2 separate regions of the Mus musculus genome follow, and region 2 is linked to region 1. The links are chromatin contacts, called in public HiChIP or PLAC-seq maps. All regions are on one chromosome and are shown on one strand. Each heading gives the region's core, a stretch centred on a gene start, on an enhancer-like site or on the middle of the called end of the contact. The rest is flanking DNA. Distances are from core to core; before and after follow the strand shown.

Evidence for each region. HiChIP or PLAC-seq counts read pairs in DNA pulled down with a chosen protein or histone mark.
Region 2: an H3K4me3 HiChIP or PLAC-seq map of bone marrow-derived macrophages shows a contact between it and region 1, with 4 times the contacts expected there. The contact joins two enhancer-like sites. A contact is called at or near these places in 1 of 39 promoter capture datasets (liver), 2 of 484 Hi-C or Micro-C datasets (bone marrow-derived macrophages and embryonic stem cells), 2 of 115 datasets of contacts at active chromatin or transcription factors (bone marrow-derived macrophages and microglia) and 2 of 9 other capture datasets (adipose tissue and liver).

Annotation. Positions count from the first base shown.
Region 1 is chr2:160,174,521-160,177,811 of GRCm38.p6, forward strand. No RefSeq gene overlaps it. Among named protein-coding and RNA genes, the nearest start is that of Gm34741, 6.5 kb to the left of the region's middle. Within about 2 kb of position 1,766, at least 4 of the 459 cell types and tissues checked have an H3K27ac peak or open chromatin away from gene starts, as enhancers often do. A contact at or near this core is called in bone marrow-derived macrophages, where this site is marked.
Region 2 is chr2:160,333,517-160,336,947 of GRCm38.p6, forward strand. It overlaps Gm46773 and a transcript of Gm826 not described here. Among named protein-coding and RNA genes, the nearest start is that of Gm826, 7.7 kb to the left of the region's middle. Within about 2 kb of position 1,740, at least 34 of the 459 cell types and tissues checked have an H3K27ac peak or open chromatin away from gene starts, as enhancers often do. A contact at or near this core is called in bone marrow-derived macrophages, where this site is marked.

The DNA of each region.
Region 1 (3,291 bases), core at 516-3,015:
TCTTTCCAAAAATCAATATGTGGCTTGTGATGTCTTTAGCAGAGGGTAAAGAACTGCAGCTGGATGCCTCCCTTATTGTCCAAATCATCCGTCAGCATTTATCCTCTAAAGGGGCCTCTAGTAAGGCAGAGACTATGGTTGGGGTTTTTCTTGCAGTAGTAAACATCGGGTCTTTCTGGAGCCAAAACAATATGGAAAACAGGATAACATCAGGCCACGCTGAATTAGAGGCAATGCCTTTTCTGTGAAAAACGTGGGCTGTGGCGAGCCTCCCATCGTCTTGGAAATGTTCTGCCCAGCTGCTGCCCACTGCCCTGGCCCAGCTCCTGCCCACACCAAGCTTCGGGAAGTGATTGCTGCTGTTCCCAGCGGGTCTGACCAGAAGCAGAGGCCACTGGTAACTTTAACCCCACGTGGGCAGGAGGCTCATCAGAGCTGTCCTTCAACCCTAAAATTAGCTGGCAAGGTTTGGGAAACAGGCAGAAAAGTATGGGATCACATTGGCCGTTTGGAGCCCAACGGAAAGGCGAGGCTGAGAACTAACGCCTTGGGACTGAGAAACGAAGCTTCGAATCAACCCAGGTGTGTGAAGAGGAACCTGCAGACCCCTATCCATAAGGCAAGTACCCCAGTGTCAGAAAGGGTGTGTGCAGAGCTCTCCCCACTTGGGAAGATGTGTCATTACTGGCTGTCACTCAAAAAAAAAAAAAAAAAAAAAGACAACTGGAGTTGAGGAAGTCTGAAATGAACCAAAAACAAAGTGGCTGGGGCTTGGCTTCAGTAGAACCTGGCGTACAAATTTTAACTCACATCCCCCGTGAAATTCACCACATCCCTGAAGACAGCAGCAAGCCTCAATTGAATCTCTGTGGAACAGCATGACACGGGTGTTATTTTATTCCCATGTTATAGATAAAGACATCAGGGCTCAGAGATTCATGAACCACCCCAAGACCACACAATAAAGAGGCAGATCTTAGAGTCACGCCTAATCTATCTTAGCTCTCACACTTTCTTCTTTGCAGTGTGAAACCTCACAAGCAGAGAAATGTTGCTGTGTAATGGTGAGGAGTGTGGACTCTAGAACTGTATTTCCTGAGTCCAGAATCTTGGCCTTGCTATTTGGATGACCTGGGACAAGTTACCTCTACTCCCTGTAGTTTCCTCACTATAAACTGGAGACGGTAGTTACATCTCTTTCACCATGTGGGTAGAACTCAGGAGACTTGGCGGCACTTGATGAAGACTATGTACGTTTCCTGTTTGTAAAATAATTAAGTAAAGGCATGGATCTTTTCAATCTCACTGATCAACTGACAGTCCCTGGGCTTGAACTGTCCTTGGCATGTTCTTAACATCCTGGTGTCTTTAAAGTGCATTGGTGCAATGACCTTACTACTATTCACAGAAGAAAGGAAGATTAGACCCATTGTGCAGACAAATGAATGAAACAACATCGCTGTAAGCTCACTTGGCTTTTGAATGGTTGTGGGGGTTCCAACCCAGTCTTTATGATCTTGAACCTGTGCTATGCTCATGCTCCAAAGAAAAAACATCAGCTCAGTGGCTGAAGGATTTCCTAGCATATACGATATCCTGGCTTCCATTCACACACACACACACACACACACACACACACACACACGCATGCACAGAAATTAGTGATTTATCCCAAAATCACATGAGTCCCATAAGTAGGAAACTGCCCTGGGACGTGGCTTCCAGTTAATTTTATGAATCTTCTTTGTTATTGCTCAATATGAGTGTTGGGCCCCATGGTTCCCTGTTTTTTTGTGCAATCATTGGCCTAAATTCTAAAGAAGTTGGGGGTGGGGCAAGAAGGAGGTAGGGAGAGAGTTAAAAAAAAAAAAAAACCTAAATGTGGTTTGCCCAAGAGCCAAGGAGTCGGGAAGCAGGTAGAGGTATCTGGATGAAGCCAGGAGAAGAGTGAGAAATACAGTATTGGGGGCCATCCCCAATGTGACATCACAGACCAGGGACTCCAAGACCCACCTCCCAGTAGTGGTCTAAGCTCCCTGGCCTGCTGAGTAGGGTCAGGGTGGTCAATGAGTGTGACCCCAGCCTGTTCCTCAAAGGGCAGACAATAAAGCTGCTCACATCTTAACTACATGCATGTTATAATTCCCTGATAATAAAATCAATATTGGCTTATTTGAGGGGAACTTAGATCTGCTGGTATATGTGTGTAGTTCCGCAATGAATCAAAGGGCTGTTTCCCTGGAAGGATGGTGCGTGAGAAGAGGCACTTGGTTTGGGTTTTATGACTTCTTTGTACTGCTTTTGGCTGAGAATTGAGCTCAGGTGACTGGTAGTCTGTGTTTGGTTCATATGTGTGTGGGGAGGGCAGTGGGGAATACTGTTTGTCTTGTTATTGATTTTGTCTACTTAGGGGGTGGCAGTTATTAATGATCAGCTCGATACAATTTGAAAACAAGAGAAAAAATAAGAATAGACCCTACACCATCTAGAAACACTTTCATGTTTAAACCATGGGATTGTTAAGCATGCAAAATCTCTTTGTCCTTATTTTGTTTTGGGGACAGGGTTTCACTATGTAACCTTGGTTGGCCTGGATCCCACTAAGTAGAGCAAGGTAGCCTTGAACTCACAAAGACCCTCTGTCGATATCTTCTGAGTGCTGGGATTAAAGACCAGGCCTTCTGCCATAAGGACTTTCACCTGCTACCCACAGTTCTTCCGATGAACCATTTCAGCTGTGATGGAAGTCTTCTAAGGAAGCGATCAATCTATATAAGCTCATGCACATGAGGACTTTCTCAATATTGTCATCTGCACAGTGACCATGGGGAGAGCTGGCCCGTAAGACATATGCAGGTCTGGGCAGTGTGGTGGATCATGCAAGTGGATGGGTTGAAACTACAAAGCTGTGTTACCCACTTGGTTTCTAGTCTGGCAGGATTTTCCTGACCAGCGATCCCTGATCTTTGTCTATGATGCCCTCACTGCTAATTTTGATGAATCCTACATTGAGCATCTTTATCAATAGATCTTTAGGGTTTTAAATATTTGTTTAGAAAATTTATGAAAGAATTGGTCTCGCTCCTAAGCACAGCATTTTCTCAGTTTCTTTATAATGTTCTGTGGGACTCAGTATCCCTAAACTTTTTTTTGTTTCATTTGGTGTTTGTTTGGGGTAGTACTGGAGATTGAACTCGGGGCCTTAGGCAAGCAAGCACCTTTCCATTGAGCTATCAACCCACCCACCCATCTTTTTCCTTTGATTCTGAGCCAGGCTCTCTCTGAATAGCC
Region 2 (3,431 bases), core at 490-2,989, 160 kb after region 1:
TGTGGATGTCAGAGGCAAGATTTCATCACTCACTCGCTCAGCAAATGTTCCTTGAGAGTCCTCAAAGTGCCGAGGCCAGCACGAGGGGTAAGGTTATCCCACAAGAGGGTGCGGTAAAAAAGACGCGGACGTGGCCATAGAGTTGGGTAGCTGGGAAGGGAGTTACCCTGAGAACAGACCAAGCACCAACCAAGCGAGGGCTGTAAGATCTGTAAGAAAGGTGGCACGGAGGAAGGCAAAGGAAGCAATCCTTTGCCAGCTGGAGAGGTCAAGAAAGGCTTCCAGGAGGAGGAGGAGAGGTTAGCATAGTACTTCAAGCATGAGAAAGTACTGTGGCGCCCCCTTTTTAAGTCCAAGCAAGGGGTGTATTCTCTAATAACAGATACCTTGATACCTTCAATGTCACAAGAAGAGAGGCCACCAGCAGATTTTCCTTGTTGCTTATCCAGAATACAGATACACGCGTGTTCCAGGAGCTGTGTTACCAGGAATCAGAGCAGCCTTCAAGAAGCTCACCTCAAGGTCAGCCTGAGAGGAAAGAGGCAGAAAGGCCTTCGAAGGGGCCTTCTGAGCACAAGCAGGGAGTCGCACAGGGCAGACTAAAGGCACAAGGATTCCGGCCTGGAGAGGCCAGTGAGGTCAAAGCAAAAGAGAACAGAACATGCCCAGGCTCCCAGCTAACCTTTAGCCCACAAGGACAGCTTCCACTAATCTCAGCAGCCAAAGCCAAGTTGGGAACCTGGGTCTGCCTGTTCCCAACACTTGGACACTGTGTCAGATCCACCAGAGGTGTTCTGGGTCTCTGCTGGGGTTTGAAAAATTCTCAACACACATCCCCACCTCAGATGCCCTCAGTGTTCTTGCCTGAGCCATGCCAAGCCCCCTTCCCTGAGGTGTGTGGCTGCTCTAGGCTTCACTCCACACCCACATCCCAATGCAGACACCCACACACCATGGCCCAGCCCCTGCCTCATCCTTTGGCTTATCTGTCCCATATTTACAGCTGTCACCAGGACCTACTGTTAAGTTGCCTGCCCGCCCGGGGAAGCCCTTGGCTGACATCCATCCCAGGAAGCCGTATTAGCAACTTCATTCACCAGGGTCAGTCTGGACTCCCATTGTGTGCTGTAAAATCATTTGTTTACTTCAGCTTTGGAGGCAGCCCTGCTTTAGGACGACAATTATTACTGTCTGGCAGGGCAGACAGTGCACATGCCTTTTGCAGACACATAGCCATGGTACTTTTTGCACATTGTAACAAAAGACTTGCCTTACCAATACCACCCAGAAAATACCCGATACTATTCCAATCGGAGTGTGAACTCACTGGAACACATGTGACACAGATACATATGCACAGATATATGTGTACATTTGAACTAACAAAAAGGAAAGTGAGTTAAATTAAAAAGAAATCACAACCTACGTAGCAAGCTAAACAACAAACAGTAATACTCAAGGCTCGTAAGGTGGTGTGGAAATTTCTAGACAGATAAGCTTTGCTAGAAGCAAAGTAAACAAGAGCCTTTATGGAAGGTAAATTGGAAAATATGTATCATGGACCACAAAAAGTGTTCCTTTCCCCAAGACCCACCAACTCTGCTTCTGTGAATTTATCTGAAGCAAATGAAACAAAAAAGGAGACATATTCTGTGTTCATAAAGAGGTGTCTACCAGAACCTTAAGCTGGGGGAAAATGAAAGCAAAACTCAGTGGCAGTTTGATGACATCACAGGAAACCATTAACGGGATAATGGTTCATCTGGAATGGGGAACAGGGCACTGTGGCACTGTGGCACTGTGGTCCAGACCAGCATGGATGAGCTGGGTCCTTGCTGCACTGCTAGGCTGCCAACCTCATGAGACAGGGTTGATCCCCCACCCTCTGTCTTCCAAACATTCAGTTGGGTTCTATGTTGTTTTTATAGTTTCTTTTAATTAGAGCTAACAAATGATTGTGCTTTGCCAAAGAACTACAAACAGAGCTTAATTAGCCAGAGCGGCTTTCACAAGACCCTCCGTCTGTCTGGGTCTTGTTTCCATCTTCTTTAAGATCATCTATCCCATAAACGGAGTGTGGGAAGTAGCCCTGGGAAGGCTTTGTATGTCTTTGTACATCTTTAAAACAAGGGTAAGGAGGAATGGCATAGTCAAAATACTGACTTCATGGCTGTTACGTATTAACACCTATCCATTAAGTCTGGTGCTCCCAACTAACCTGCAATGGGTGTTGTCATCCCATTGCAGAGATGAGAAAACTGAGGCTTCCTGAGCAAAAGGAACTTTTTCCAGGAGAGATACAGAGGGTGGGAAGAGGAGAATTCAAATACAAATCTTTCCAGCTCTAGTCTCCGTTGTTCATGAAGTTTTCAAGCCACATGGATTGTCTTTCTCAAATGGGTTTAAGTGAAGAAGGTAGAGGACATGACAAGAAGGAAACCCCAGGCAGCCTATTCAAAATGCCTGGGAAGCACTTCTGCCTTGGAAGAACATAGCTTTCTTCACCATGCAGAACCCACTGAGACCAAGAACTCCAAAAGAAAGCATCCACTGTACCAAGAACCTACCTCAGCAACCACAGAAACAAACCCTGAGAAAAAAAAACTAGGACCAGAGTATTGGTGACTGGCTTGTGGCAACATTGAGCTCCATCCTTAGATGCCTGTAAATGGACCTGCTCTGGGACACGTTATGGGGACCTTGGGTGTCTGGGTGTCCCATTCCCTCACTTGCAGCTAGGCCAGCACTCTGGCTCCTGTCCACAGCACACTCCCCACATATCTTCAGACTCCCAGCCCTGGGCCTCTTTAAGCCTATAATTACCCACAGTGCCCGACTTTATGGGTTCCTAAGAGGGAAGACCAGTAGCAAGAAGAAGTTCCTTGAAGGAGAACTGGCCCAACACACTCTCTTCCTTCCTGCCCAGAAGGAGCTTCTAGAGCATGCTCAGCTGAACCCAGCAAACGCCGTCTTGGCTTCTAAATCTTTCACAAACTTCCCTAGCCTCGAGTCTTCCGTGTCTGCCCAAGGTGCTAAGGTGAAGCACAGATTGTCCTCTGTAGCTCCTATGGTCAGCCTCAGCTTCACAATTTCACCCCACTCCACCACACTTGGATGCACTGAGTCTTCACGTTCCTCCGGACTAACTTCCCCTGAGCATCTGTCTCTCTGCTCTCCATCCCTGTCTCCCCTTCCACCGGCTGACTCCCACGCACTCTGAGGACTTACTTTAGATTCTTTTGAGGGTCGATTTTGCCCCCATCTCTGACTCACAGACCTTGTATGGTTAGTTTCACTTTTGACTTGACACAAGGTAGGGTCATTTGGGAAGAAGAAATCTGAATTAAGAAACTCTGCCTCTATAGGATTAACAGTGAGTCGTAGAGCATTTTCTTGATTGAACTTTGATGTGGGAGGACCAGCCCATTTTG